2 separate regions of the Gossypium hirsutum genome follow, and region 1 is linked to region 2. Evidence: chromatin contacts called from public Hi-C data. All regions are on one chromosome and are shown on one strand. Each heading gives the region's core, a stretch centred on a gene start, on an enhancer-like site or on the middle of the called end of the contact. The rest is flanking DNA. Distances are from core to core; before and after follow the strand shown. Region 1 holds the start of LOC107889713 (very-long-chain aldehyde decarbonylase GL1-9). Region 2 overlaps LOC107889745.

Region 1 (6,480 bases), core at 3,475-5,974, 120 kb before region 2:
GAGTTCGGTTCCACAAATTTATAGATGGATTCTGTTCTTGTAGAGATTACTGGTAAGTGCAACACTAGCAAAATGTTAATTGATAATTTAACAGATTCTTCTTTTCCCACCTTGCCTTGAACAATTAAGGTTTGTTCCATTCATTTGCTTAAACCTCTCTGGAAAATGATCACATGTTTGCTTTGGCTCAGGCAAAAGCACATATCAAACAAATCAAATTGGACATTAATAAACATAAAGTCTAAGAGCAACCCGAAATCAGTACTTAAAAATAATCTTATACACCAATTCTAGCCCTCTTGAACAGCTCATCAGCTAGTCCCATACAAATTACACAACATGAAGATTTAAATACCGGGTAACATAAAGCAAATATTAGTTGGTGAAACAATTGCAATACAGAACATGGTCAAGCAACTATAAATAAATAAATAACCCAATGACATGCCGGATCCCTAGAACTTAAAGCCTCAAACAAAACAAATTCAACTTCTCAAGAATGGCACAACCTCAAGGAAAAAACTGTTAACAGTGTGAAGCGAGAGCCTCTAACTACACAAGACAAATCAACAGAATGTGACTAGTCTTTCTTTAGCCTTACCTCAAAACCCCCCTCCGGTCGCTTCAAAAGATCATAAGGCATATGAGTTCCAAGTAGCTTATCCCAGTTGGCGAAGAACGGCTGAGAGTAGTTATACTTTGTGCCTTGGAGTTGATGATGGATGTCATGATAAGCAGAGTTATTCCAGAAAAATATATGGAAAATATTACCAGGCAACCATAGCCCACAATGATCATCCACAGTTTTAATCACAGCAAAACAGAAGAAAACTACAGCTGTTCGTGCAGTCATTCCAGAGACAAGGAAAGAGATGGCACCACCAAAAGTATCGAGCAAGAGACCCTCAAGTGGGTGATTGTAAAGGGCCCCAATTGCATAGGGAACAACCAGCCTATGATGTTGGGAGTGGACATGACGGTACAAAAATTTGTTTTGATGCATGAAACGGTGAACAAAGTACTGCCATGCATCCATGACAAGCATTGCAACAATAAATTGCGCAAGTTGAACAGGAACTGAAGGCTGGATTGTGGTCCCAGATGCATCTGCCGTTGATGTCAACTACAGCAAGAATACGAGAACATTAATCTGGTAAAAGTACTCAACATATAAAAGTTATAACCATTGCAAGAACAAAAGAATATTAATTAGGTAATGGTACTCAACACATGAGCAAGCTTATCATCTTATTGAAACTTCTATTATCTAAGTCATACCGGTTCTTCAACCTCTCAGAAAACGCTAATAAATGCTAAAGCTATTTAATCAACAAAGTTTTCAACTGAAATTACTTTTTTTGCAGATTATAAGCAAACAGACATTTCCAGTAACAAAAACATTTTACAGGCAAGGCAGAAGTTAAATGAAGAAAGCATGTATGATGCCCATCTCATTGAGAAAGCAACAAAAGAAGTTAAGACTTTGGTTCCCAAAGAACAAGGCCATATAGATAGACTTCACGGCTAACACAGTGGAACTACATATATGAGAAGATCTGAGGTAATATACATTCAAATACAAGGAAGGAAACGAAGATGTCGGAATTCAAAAAGAAAATTAAAGCCCAGCTCAGCTATGTGATTGGTTGAAAAACTGTGATATGAAATAAATGAGAATTGTACAAAAAAAAAAAGGGGGATCATTATGATTATAAGCCACATTTTTCACTTAACCTCACTGAGACAAAGAAAAAACAGTTTTTAGGACATAATACTACCTAACAAACTTATTAAACAAAAGAATCCAAACACATGCCACCTTCTGACTTTCCAGGTGCTTGGAGGAACATAAGGTCTCCTGGATCCACTTCTATGACCAGTGCTACTAGAGGCACTCAGTACATTAGATTTTGACTATTTTAGCTTGGCTTACTCAGCTGATCAGAGAAGAGACGAAGATGGCTGAATATAGAAGGGCAAAAGATAGTTTCAGGTTGTTACTAATAAATCTTGAACATGACAAATGGAAAAATATATGGCAAGTAAAAATGAGGACAAGAGAGAAAAAGATAGATTTGGTTGGTTATATGGAGGGGAACTGAGATGGTTTTCTTTTCAAGCATCCAATCACCTCTGCCCCAAAAAAAAAAAAATCATCCAATCAACAAACTGTCAGATCACGAATGAGTGAATTAAAAATGCATGACCACTTATTTGACACACTTGATGGAGCTCTGAGCCAAGTGCTATTCTAGACAGTTTACAAGCAAGACCAAGGCAAGAGGAACATATCATGTTATTAGCTATTTTCCTCTTAATTATATAAACTCCATTGTATTCTAAAACTCAAAGAAAATGCCAGCACCAGTATGAGGAGAAAAATAAATGCAACTTAGAGGACATCTTATTATCATGAATTGTACAAGCCAAGAATCAAATTTGGAGAAATAGCATCAACATACACAAATTTTTACTTCAATGTTTAAATTTTAAATTAAAACACGCAATAAGATACCATGAGAAGTCCTCATGCACCAGAAAAAGCTTTTTTGTCATTAGAAAGTAGTTATACGCAACAGGTTGAGGATGACAAACTAGAACTAAGATTAGAGGATAAAGGCCCCCCAAAAAATACTCAGTCCTTACCACTACCCTCTAGAAGAAGGGCAATGGGTAAGGGAAAAAAAGAAAAGAAAAGCACACAATGTGAACGAAATTGTCTTCCCTTGTACATTACATCTCAAGGATTTCTCAAATGAAATGAACCCAAGCTTCAAATATTTCCCTTATTCAGCTGCAAACCCGTTGCAAATGCAAATTGTACTAGCTCAAAAAATAAAAGACTAACAATCCTTGCATGTGCTTCGCTAAAAAATATATAATCCCACATGTAAAATATATAATCCTACTGTTTTTAGGTCTTTTTCTGATACCTTGAGACCAATGTACTCATTCCCTAGTCCTGATAGAATTCGTTGGTCTTTATCCTATCCAAATTTGACTTGTTGCATCAAATATCACTTACCAAAATTGGTCATGCCTCCAACTTTTTTTAACAATGAAGCAACTAAAGAAGGTATTCAAACTTGATTCCAAACTTAAAACCAAATCTAAAGCTTCTCTATCCTAGTAGATTTCATAAGGTAGGAGGGGGGAGTGGAATAAACTGAGTTCATAAACTATAGGGAACAATCAAACCTACTTGGAAGCACTGCTATTTTCACCACCTCACTTTCATTTGCAAAAGTCATGACTGAACTAAATGAAGCATCTATGCTTGAGCCTACTCTGAACCACAAACACTATGGCAAAATTAGTGAAATTTGCAAGTAAACTATACAGATTTTATTACCCATTTACTTTTTTATTGCAGAGGCATTTGTGAATATTTTGATTCTAAAACCACCAAGATGTTGTTACATGTAATATGATACTTCAGGAATTTTGTCTTATGGTTTATTACGTATCAGATACTAAGATGTTTCACAAAATTAGTATTTAACAATACACGCTTTTTTGGTTTTTTGGACATTATATTCACTAATTACCAGCTCTTTTTCCCTATTTTAAGATGTTACAGCTATTGTTAACTCATAACTGCATGCTAGATATAAGGGCTCCTCCTATGACATTGACATCAAAGCTAAGGCCAAGCACAAAATCTACCGTAAAACAAATTAAACCACCCCATCTACATAACAAAGAAGCCAAGAATAGAAAGTGATCTCTTGATTCTGAAATAAATTCGACAAACTTATATGGAAGAGTAAAGTTTGTCAAGGAAGATTTAAAATAACATGATTTTACGACTAACCAGAAAGAGCAATTTAGCAACAGTTGCTTGAACAAGCTGTTGAAATAGAACACCCCTAACAACTGAAACGAAAGGCACGGCATTCTTCTCTTCCTCCTCTTTTCTAGTATGTAAACGGTACTTATCCAAAGGTGGTAAGAGTTGATAAAACCCAGCATACAACCAATATACAACAACCGGGGCAACTGTCCCCATTGCTTCATCACTCACATATCCTTCCCAAAACACCATTTACTTCTACTTTTCTGTCAATCCCAAATCCACTAAACCAAACAAATTCTGGACGAATAATTTTTGTTTTTTCTCCTTGGGCTAATACCCACTTCAACTTTTACAAATTTGAAGCTGCATTTACCGTTTCAACCCTGAAATAAACACCCAAAAAACTTTAAATAAAAAGGATTTTGTAACATGAAACTAAACAAAATTTAGAAAAATCAACTTTCTTTTCTAGCATGATTCTGCTTCAGTTAATTTCACACAAAAAAACTCAATTTTTCTAAAATGTTAAGTTTTCCAGTGATCCAGGTCAGTACTTTGCATTGCCCTAATGTTTTTCAAAAAGAAAAATCAAAATTAGGGCAGAAAATGGGAAGAAAGGGTGAAGATTTTTGAAGAGAGAAAAAGAGAAAAGAAATGATTTTGACTTACAGGGGATCGAGATTGATCAAGAAGCGTTGAAAATTCCAACAAAGCTGATTATGCATTCAGATCTAAATAATGGAATCAACCAACCAAAGAGTATGAGTTGTAGTAGGAATACAAGTTCATCTTTACACTCATAATTGTGAGTAATGATGAGAGAATGGGTATAAAACAACTATAAAGTATAAACAAATAAATGTTCTTATCACTATAATAAACTATTAATCAATCATTTAATGATTTTTTCCGAAACGTCATGATCTTTTTTACACGCGAATTGCGCAGTAATTTTAGTTTTATAGACTGATATTTCAATTTTTTTTTTAAACTGTAATAAGTACAATACAATATGAGAAGCAAAGATATACTAAATTTTCTAGGGATATTATGTAAAAAAAAAAGAATAGGCGAGGGTGAAAAATTATAATTTATTTTTTAATATTATAAAAAATTAAAAATTTCATAAAATTTTTAAATTTTGTTTTTTTTTAATTTTAATTTTTTTAGAAAATTTTAGAATTTTTAGGTTTTCTAGAGTTTTACTGTATTTTTTTATTAAAAATATTCAAAATTCCTTTAAAATATGTTCAAGTTTTCATAAAAATGCAAAAAGAACCCCTAAAATTTCCAAAAAAAAACAATACCTTAAAATTCTTAAAATTTTTCATAAAATTGTAATTTTTTAAAATATATATAATTCTAGAAAAAAAAAATTTAAAATTTTTATGAAAATTTTAAATTTTTTTTGGAATTTTTGCATACTTATAAAATCTTGAAAATATTTTTTATAATTTTAAAAATAGATTTTTTTATAATTTTCTAAGTTTTTTTGGATTTTTTATGATTTTTTATTTTTAACTATTTTTTAATTGTTCTATTTTTTATTTTTAAGTGAATTTTTTACTTTTTTTGACACATGGCATCGTGTCATTGGTTTTTGTAAAAAAATTTAAAGGAAATTTGGGTTGGGGTAACGATGATATTCCATAATTTATTATGCCAAATTAAGCTTTTTTTCAGTACCTAAGCAGCTTGTATTAAGTAATTTTATATCTTTTATATTTATTTTTAGAAAATTTTATTTTTTAGTTTAAATTGAATAAATTGAGCTATTTTTTAGCCAATTCTGGCCTAAGGAGGAACTAGCGAGTTAATAGAGTGTGCAAGACAACAATCTAAGCGAAGGAGTCAGTAGACTAACATGAATGTCGCAACATTCAAAAGGGAAGTTGTGACATTGGAAGCAAGGCTCAACACTTAGTCAAATTTCCAACAGAAATCACGGGACAAGCTACTAGGCACAAAGTTGCGACACCGATATAGCAAAGTCATGACATTCACCCTGAATCCAAGAGATCGAGTAGTCTACCCACAAAGTCGTGACATTGGCTAGGGAACGTCGTGACATTGACTCGACGAGCCCAATAATTTTGCAAAGGTGTTTTCGTCCGCACAACCTCATTCAATTTGTAAATCAGTTTGTAATCAACCTAATTAGGTCATAATACATGAAAACTATAAATATTAGTTAAAAACAACAGATTGGGAAGTTCATTTAGATATTGTTTTTGGGTTTTAGATAGTATATTACTTAGTGATCTGCCATAATTCGTTGTGGTAAATTAGGTCATTTTCAGTACTTAGTGAGCTCATTTTCTAGCAAATAAGTAATGTTTTCGTTAAGTTTCTATTTTGAGTAATTTGTTAACAAAGTGAGCAATTTGGAGTATTTTATGACCTTTTAGGCTGATTTGAGCCTAAGGGAAGACTAACATGCTAGTTGAGTGTGTAAGACCCTAACTTAAGCCAAGGAGTCAGTGGACTGCTCCCTATGTTGCAACACGTTGCTTGTACATCACACGACACCTTCCAGAATGAATGTAACACCCCTTACCCATCTTCATTATCGAATTAGGGTTACGAAATGCTACTATACAATACAAAACAGAATCATGCTATATCGATGCAATACATTCCCATACAATTGTATAAACATACAATCAAAATCATGTCATTCATAT
Region 2 (6,154 bases), core at 2,720-5,219:
TTTTCCAATTTTTCCCTACATTATTTCAAGCTAAAACAAGAGAAAACCTAATTGAGCTTTTAATTGGTATTCTTCAACCTCATCTGCAAATGGATTACCAGATATAAAACAAAAAAAAAAAAAAGGAAAGAGACTTTTTGGGTTTCTTTTTAAAGTTAGAAATAAGAGGTTTTTGGTTAAAAATAAAGGGCATTGAGCTTGAAATTTTGAAATAGAAGACAGCGATAAATAAAAAAATTTGAGGGGGCAGGTAGAGAGGTGGACCACGAAAATTCATTGAAAGTCAACCATTTTTTCTATAGATCTAGGCTTATTGGTAAGCTTTCAGAAAAAAAATCAAGCCAAAATTCAGAAAGCTGATGTTATAAAAAATCTGTCATGAACTTCCGATGACTGTCGACAGTGATGTAAATGGATTCGATAATAGCTTCAACTAAATAGGAGAATTAACTGCTCTTGAAAGTGTTTTTTCTCTAAACTCGTCCATGAGTTAGGGTTTCTTGAAGTTGTTGGGTCTTCCATTTGTGATCTCAGTCTACATTTTTGTATGGCTATTTGAGGGGTTTGCCCCTTTTTCCTCTTCTGATTTTGTTTTCAGCGCCAATTTGGTGTGATCTCAGTCTCAGGGTAAAATTGTTATTTGTGATCTATTCTATATCTATTCCTCTCCGCCAAACGTATGAATACTATTACAATACTCATTCCATTCCATTCCATCCAACCAAACCACTGTTATGCCTATTCAATTCCAGTGAACCAAACGTGCCGTTAGAGAAGCAAGAAGCAACCAGTTGTAGCTTGCAGTAGCACAGAGCTGAATTTACAGCCCTTGCATAAGGAACTAGTGAGCTGATTTGGTTAAAAAGTTAATGGAAGAACTTAAAGTTCCTGATATGGGATCTATGAAGCTATGTTATGACAATAAGGCAGCCAAAGTATTGCACATAATCCAGTTCATCATGACCGAACAAAGTATGTTGACATAGATCAACATTTTATCAAAGAAAAATAGAGGATGGGTAATTTCCTTGATCTTTGTGCCGGGCAACCAACAGACAACAGATGTCCTTAAGGGGCTACCTAAGCCAAGTTTTGAAGTGCTACCAGACAAGTCAGGAATGATGAGCATCTTTCACCAGCTTGAGGGGGAGTATTGATAGTTCATCAATTTATTAATTGCTAGATTTCTAGGATTTAGCAAAGGGATATTATTTTATTTCTATTTTTCTTAATTACTCAGTATCATTTCCCAGTTTATTGCTACCTAAGTTTTAGTAATTTACAAATTCTAAATAGCCTAGATTAGAATCCCTCAATGAAAAATAACAATGAATTTCTTTCTATTCTTATTTACAAAAATTCCTTCTATTCTCTATTTTCATTTGCATAAATTCCTTCTATTTCTGTTTTTAGTTTTAGAACAGATATATCAACAGAACTTTCAACAGAATTTCCTAAAAATTAGGCAGATCACCTTTAACATAACCTTTAACATAATAGACATCTAATTTTTTACTACTACTATTAGTAATTTTTGGGTGCATGTATGAGATCTATGCCCCAAACCATACCTTAGCGAACTCTTCAATAAGTATTTCCCTCACAAAGCTGCCCTGCCAAAAAAGAAAGGAAAAATATCAACTTCAATTGGGCCATTAAAAGTATACATATAATATAGAGATGCAATTTTCCGGATACCTTTTCTGTTAATGTAAAATAAAGGATTTCCTTAAAAACCACCCTGGAATTTGCTTCTTCTCTTTGTATCTTAACCAAGGCCTTCTCAGTTCGAGCACGAAGGGACTGCCATATGAATCATTTTAGGACTAGAATAAACTGAGGAAGGTGCAGGGATATTCATAGAAGGAAAAGAAATAGGAAAGGGAAAGATTAGAAATTATTATAGAAGAAAATGTCCATGAGTATAAGCTGCACGAAATGACCTAATTGTTTGAAAGAAGCTCCTAATCAATACACATCTGATCTAAATTTTTAGACTGGTGAGAAAAAATAGTTTGAAGATGACCTAATTGTTTGAAGGATGCAGATACAAACAAATATACTACTAACTTTTTGACTGGGAAGCAGAAATAGTTCCTTCAATACTTGGGACTGTTTAAAACTCAGAACTCCAGTGGCGGTTGTTTTGCAGGAATAAGACAAAAAGGCAAAACTGGACCAAAGATAATAGGAAATTTATCAAGTGTTTTGTTTCTCACATATACAACAGGATGCCATATGTTGTAATCTGTGTGGTAAAAGGAGAGAGAAGAAACAAAGGGGGGAGTATGGTGAGTAAGCAAAAAGATTGGAAAATCTCACCTCTGTCAATAGGGATTCAAGACGATCAATTCTGAAAGCACCATCCTAACAGATTACAAACCTAATTAGAATGTTGGTAAGCTATGTCCATGATGTAAAGTACAACACAGTAAACAATAACATTTCAATAAAGAAGAATCAGTATACATGTACCTTATAAAGAAGAGCCTGCAAAGAAGACTTCAGTTGAGGTGAACTGTCAGTCAATACTTTTTTTGCAATCCATGGATATGAACTACCCAAAACTTTGTAATTTGGGTCAGAACTTATTGCAATTCCCTCCAATACAGCTAGACTAGAGAAGGATAAGTAAACCAATTAATAGGCATAAACATGGCAACATATAAGATTCTAAATTTCTGAACAAACAGCATGAAGTTGTATGGAAGACGCATCAAATCTCTAAGGAAAACCATTACCTACGAATAACCAGAGAAAAATATGAAGGTATTTGAAATTTGAACTTGTACCTGCCAAAAATTGAAAATGAAATCATGAATATTGGGAACATCTCTGAGAACAATTTAAGTGCCACCTCTAGAAGATCATATAACACAATACTAGTCAATAAACTTATTGAGATGACTAATCTGCTCACCCACAGCAATAGTTCCTTCTTACTCCTACCAAATAAAGCTATTTTTCTTTTCCCAATAGAAAAAAGCCATTCTTTCCGCTCGATCATCCAAAGATTCCATCTCCACCAAAAGCAGTTTGTCAATGTAAATAATTGGGTTAATGCATATTTTGCACCTGAAATGGACCATTGGTCTAGGTTGGTAAAGTTTTGTTTGACGAAGACTTTTATAGCAACCATTACCTAATCAAAGCGTGTCATGTTGAATTCACATCACCCTAAATTAATCCACATCATCCTATTGTCTTATGAGAAAGGATTGTATGAAATTGTGATTCCATGTCATCTATATCCCTTTCCAATTGGGAAATGACAAATCAGATTTTTCCACCTGATTTTCAGTTTTTTTTTCTCCTGAAAAAATTCAAATCCAACTAAAAATGCTAAAAATCAGGAGGAAAAATCCGATTTGTCATTCTCATATTGGAAAAGAATATATATGACCTGAGATCACAGTTTCATACAATCGCTTCTCACTGTATTATTAATAATGTCAAAACATTGCCAACTTTAGTTTAAAAGTTTCAAAAATAAAAAATAAAAAACTATAAATATTAAAAAAAATCAATTTTTATAAAAGCATATAAATACAATAAAAATTCAAAAAAGAATATATAATTTTTGCAAATCTCAAAAAATATAAATAAATTATTAAAAAATAAAACCTCAAATATATAAATTATGAAAAAGTAATGAAATTAAAGAAATTATAGATAAATTATAAATTAATATAGATCATATAAAAAATTATATAAGTTTCTGTCAGCTACAAATTCTCACTTTCTTTTATAAACCAAAAACTTGGCAAATACAACTTAATGGATTTGAAGATGAAATACAATTTGCACTGCGTCTTCAAACTTTCACTCCATTTTTCCCTTTGAACTTCTTGTTGTCTCAAACTGACGTTGTCGAAGTTTCATCCCCCACCACCAATTCTTGTAAGGAATCTTTTTATGTTATGCTTACAACTCCGGAACAAAGCTAAAACCCACGAATTTGACTCACCAGCCATACAGATTCAAGTCATTTTTAACGGTGCTGAATAAGGCAAGGAAAGCTTAAATTGTGGGGTCTAGGGCACAGCTTTTGTTTGGGCAAGGATTAAGAGGGCTGGAATGGATCAAAGGGAACGAAAAGAAGCTTCCATCAAAAATTGAGATAGAGATGAAAGGAGATTACGTCTTTTTGGGAGGGTTTTAAAGGATGAGAAAGTAAAAAAATTAAAGTGTTTTATTTATTAAATGTATTTAATTTACTGAAAACTGAAAGAAATTAAAAATTATTCATATGTATATTACACGTCTGCAAAGAGATATATAACAAAAAGCTAACATGGTTTAAATTTTTTTAACCAACATGTTTCCTAAGTGGTTGAAGATGCTAAATTAGCAAACAATTAATAGTGCTAACTTTTAGGGGCAAAGCGTGTAATGGTAGAACTACCAACTTAGTCCAGAAAACCTTTATGCACCAACCTAGACCAAGTGGCAAAGTTTAGGCATCAATAAGGGCAAGCAAGCGATTAAATCAATTGATTTGATCATGTTTTGTTAAACATAACCGAATTAACCAAAGACCCTCCTACTATAATCAAACTGACCAACCTTCACAGTCTTAACCGATTTAACCAAACTGACTTAACATCTCCAAAAGCATGGTTTAACAGATTCAACAAAATCATGATCTCGTTTGGTTAGCAACAAAGCAATGATAATCATACCCTCTCCATAAGACATTACAAGGGTAAGATCACTCTTCTTATAGTATATATTGACAACATTGTAATGACAGTAAATGAAAAAGAAGAGATGACTCAGCTAAAAGGGTGGTTGGCTCAGGAATTAGAAATAAAAGAGGGAGGGAGGCTACAATATTTCCTAGGGACTGAAGTTGCCAAATAAAGAAAAAATGAATCTTCATCTCACAGAGAAAACATATCCTAGATTTCTGGAAAAAAACTGGTATGATGGGTTGCAAGCCTGCAGAATGACCTATGGAGAGTAATCATAAGTTGCAAACAAGGATTGGAGAGTCAATGGAGAAGAAGATATATCAAAGATTGGTTGGAAGACTGATTTATCTCTTACACACTAGACCAGACAAAGTACATGCAATCAATATAATAAGCTAGTTCATGCATGATTCATATTCAGACAGACAAGTACATGATTCATGTTCCAGCAAAAGGTCTTCTTTTCTCTAAACATGGTCATCTCCAAATAGAAGCATACACAGTTGCAGATTGGGTTGGAACTCTAAATGATAGGAGGTCTACATCTGGGTATTGCACATTTGTGGGATGCAACCTAGTCACTTGGAGAAGCAAGAAGCAAACTGCAGATGCTCAACCAAGTGCTAAGGCAGAATACAAAGCTACAGTTCAAGGAGTTTGTGAGCTCTTGTAGTTACGAAAAGTGTTGGAGGATTTGAACTCTCCACGAAAAGAAAAATTATACTTATACAGAGACAACAAAGTTGTTGTAAGCATAGCTCAAAATCCAGTTTAAAATTATCTAACAAAACACATAGAGATCAATCATCACGTTATCAAAGAAAAATTGACTACAAGTGCGTGTCTTAAACTTAATTCATGTGACATCTGACGAGAAGTTAGCTAACGTGTTTAAAGAAGGATTGAGCAACAAGACCTATCACAATTTAGTTCGTGAGTTGGGCATGTGTGATGTCTATGCACCAACTTGAGGGGAGTGTCGACAGGTGATCAAATCAAGCTGACCAAATCAAGATTAAGTTATATTACTGATATTTAGGGATTGATTACTCATTTATAGCTATAATATTTCCTTAGATAGGCCTACATATGTTGTATAAATACCCATGTATTTTCTCATTCTCAATAAACACAAATTCTTCATTTCTTTCTTCTAATTTCGTTTCTGATTTTCAACAACTAATTATCTGCTGATGCAGGTAGTAATAAGGAAAATCTATTGGAGAGATAACTGGTTCAATGTTTTGTTTTTTTCATGCAAGTCTATGCTTTCCAAAAGACAGGGCACGTGCCAGATGGACAAGTGGAACTTTCCTTGAGCCTTCAACTCTTTATTACACAACAAATACCAGCACAGTTTTTAGTGGCTAGAATTCTTTAAGAAAGTTTAATGATACGACACCTCCCTTAAAAACTTACCCTAGGAGGAAAAATATAAATTACCACATGAGCATCACATG

Evidence for each region. Hi-C and Micro-C count contacts between places; a contact is called where the count stands out from the background.
Region 1: a Hi-C map of hypocotyl shows a contact between it and region 2, with 2.2 times the contacts expected there. The contact joins the promoter of LOC107889713 here to the enhancer-like site in region 2. A contact is called at or near these places in 5 of 34 Hi-C or Micro-C datasets (hypocotyl, leaf and petal).

What each region holds. Positions count from the first base shown.
Region 1 is chrD06:30,493,305-30,499,784 of Gossypium_hirsutum_v2.1, reverse strand. LOC107889713 (very-long-chain aldehyde decarbonylase GL1-9) reads right to left here and starts at 4,724. Exons shown (of 3, transcript XM_016814252.2): 1 at 4,466-4,724; 2 at 3,815-4,179; 3 at 243-1,123. The coding sequence starts at 4,045. The coding sequence ends at 581. It also overlaps the pseudogene LOC107956179.
Region 2 is chrD06:30,369,811-30,375,964 of Gossypium_hirsutum_v2.1, reverse strand. LOC107889745 reads right to left here. Exons shown (of 20, transcript XM_016814338.2): 14 at 2,742-2,792; 15 at 2,476-2,617; 16 at 2,323-2,367; 17 at 1,699-1,803; 18 at 1,572-1,613. Among protein-coding and RNA genes, the nearest start is that of LOC107889745, 18 kb to the right of the region's middle. Within about 2 kb of position 3,969, at least 2 of the 9 cell types and tissues checked have an H3K27ac peak or open chromatin away from gene starts, as enhancers often do.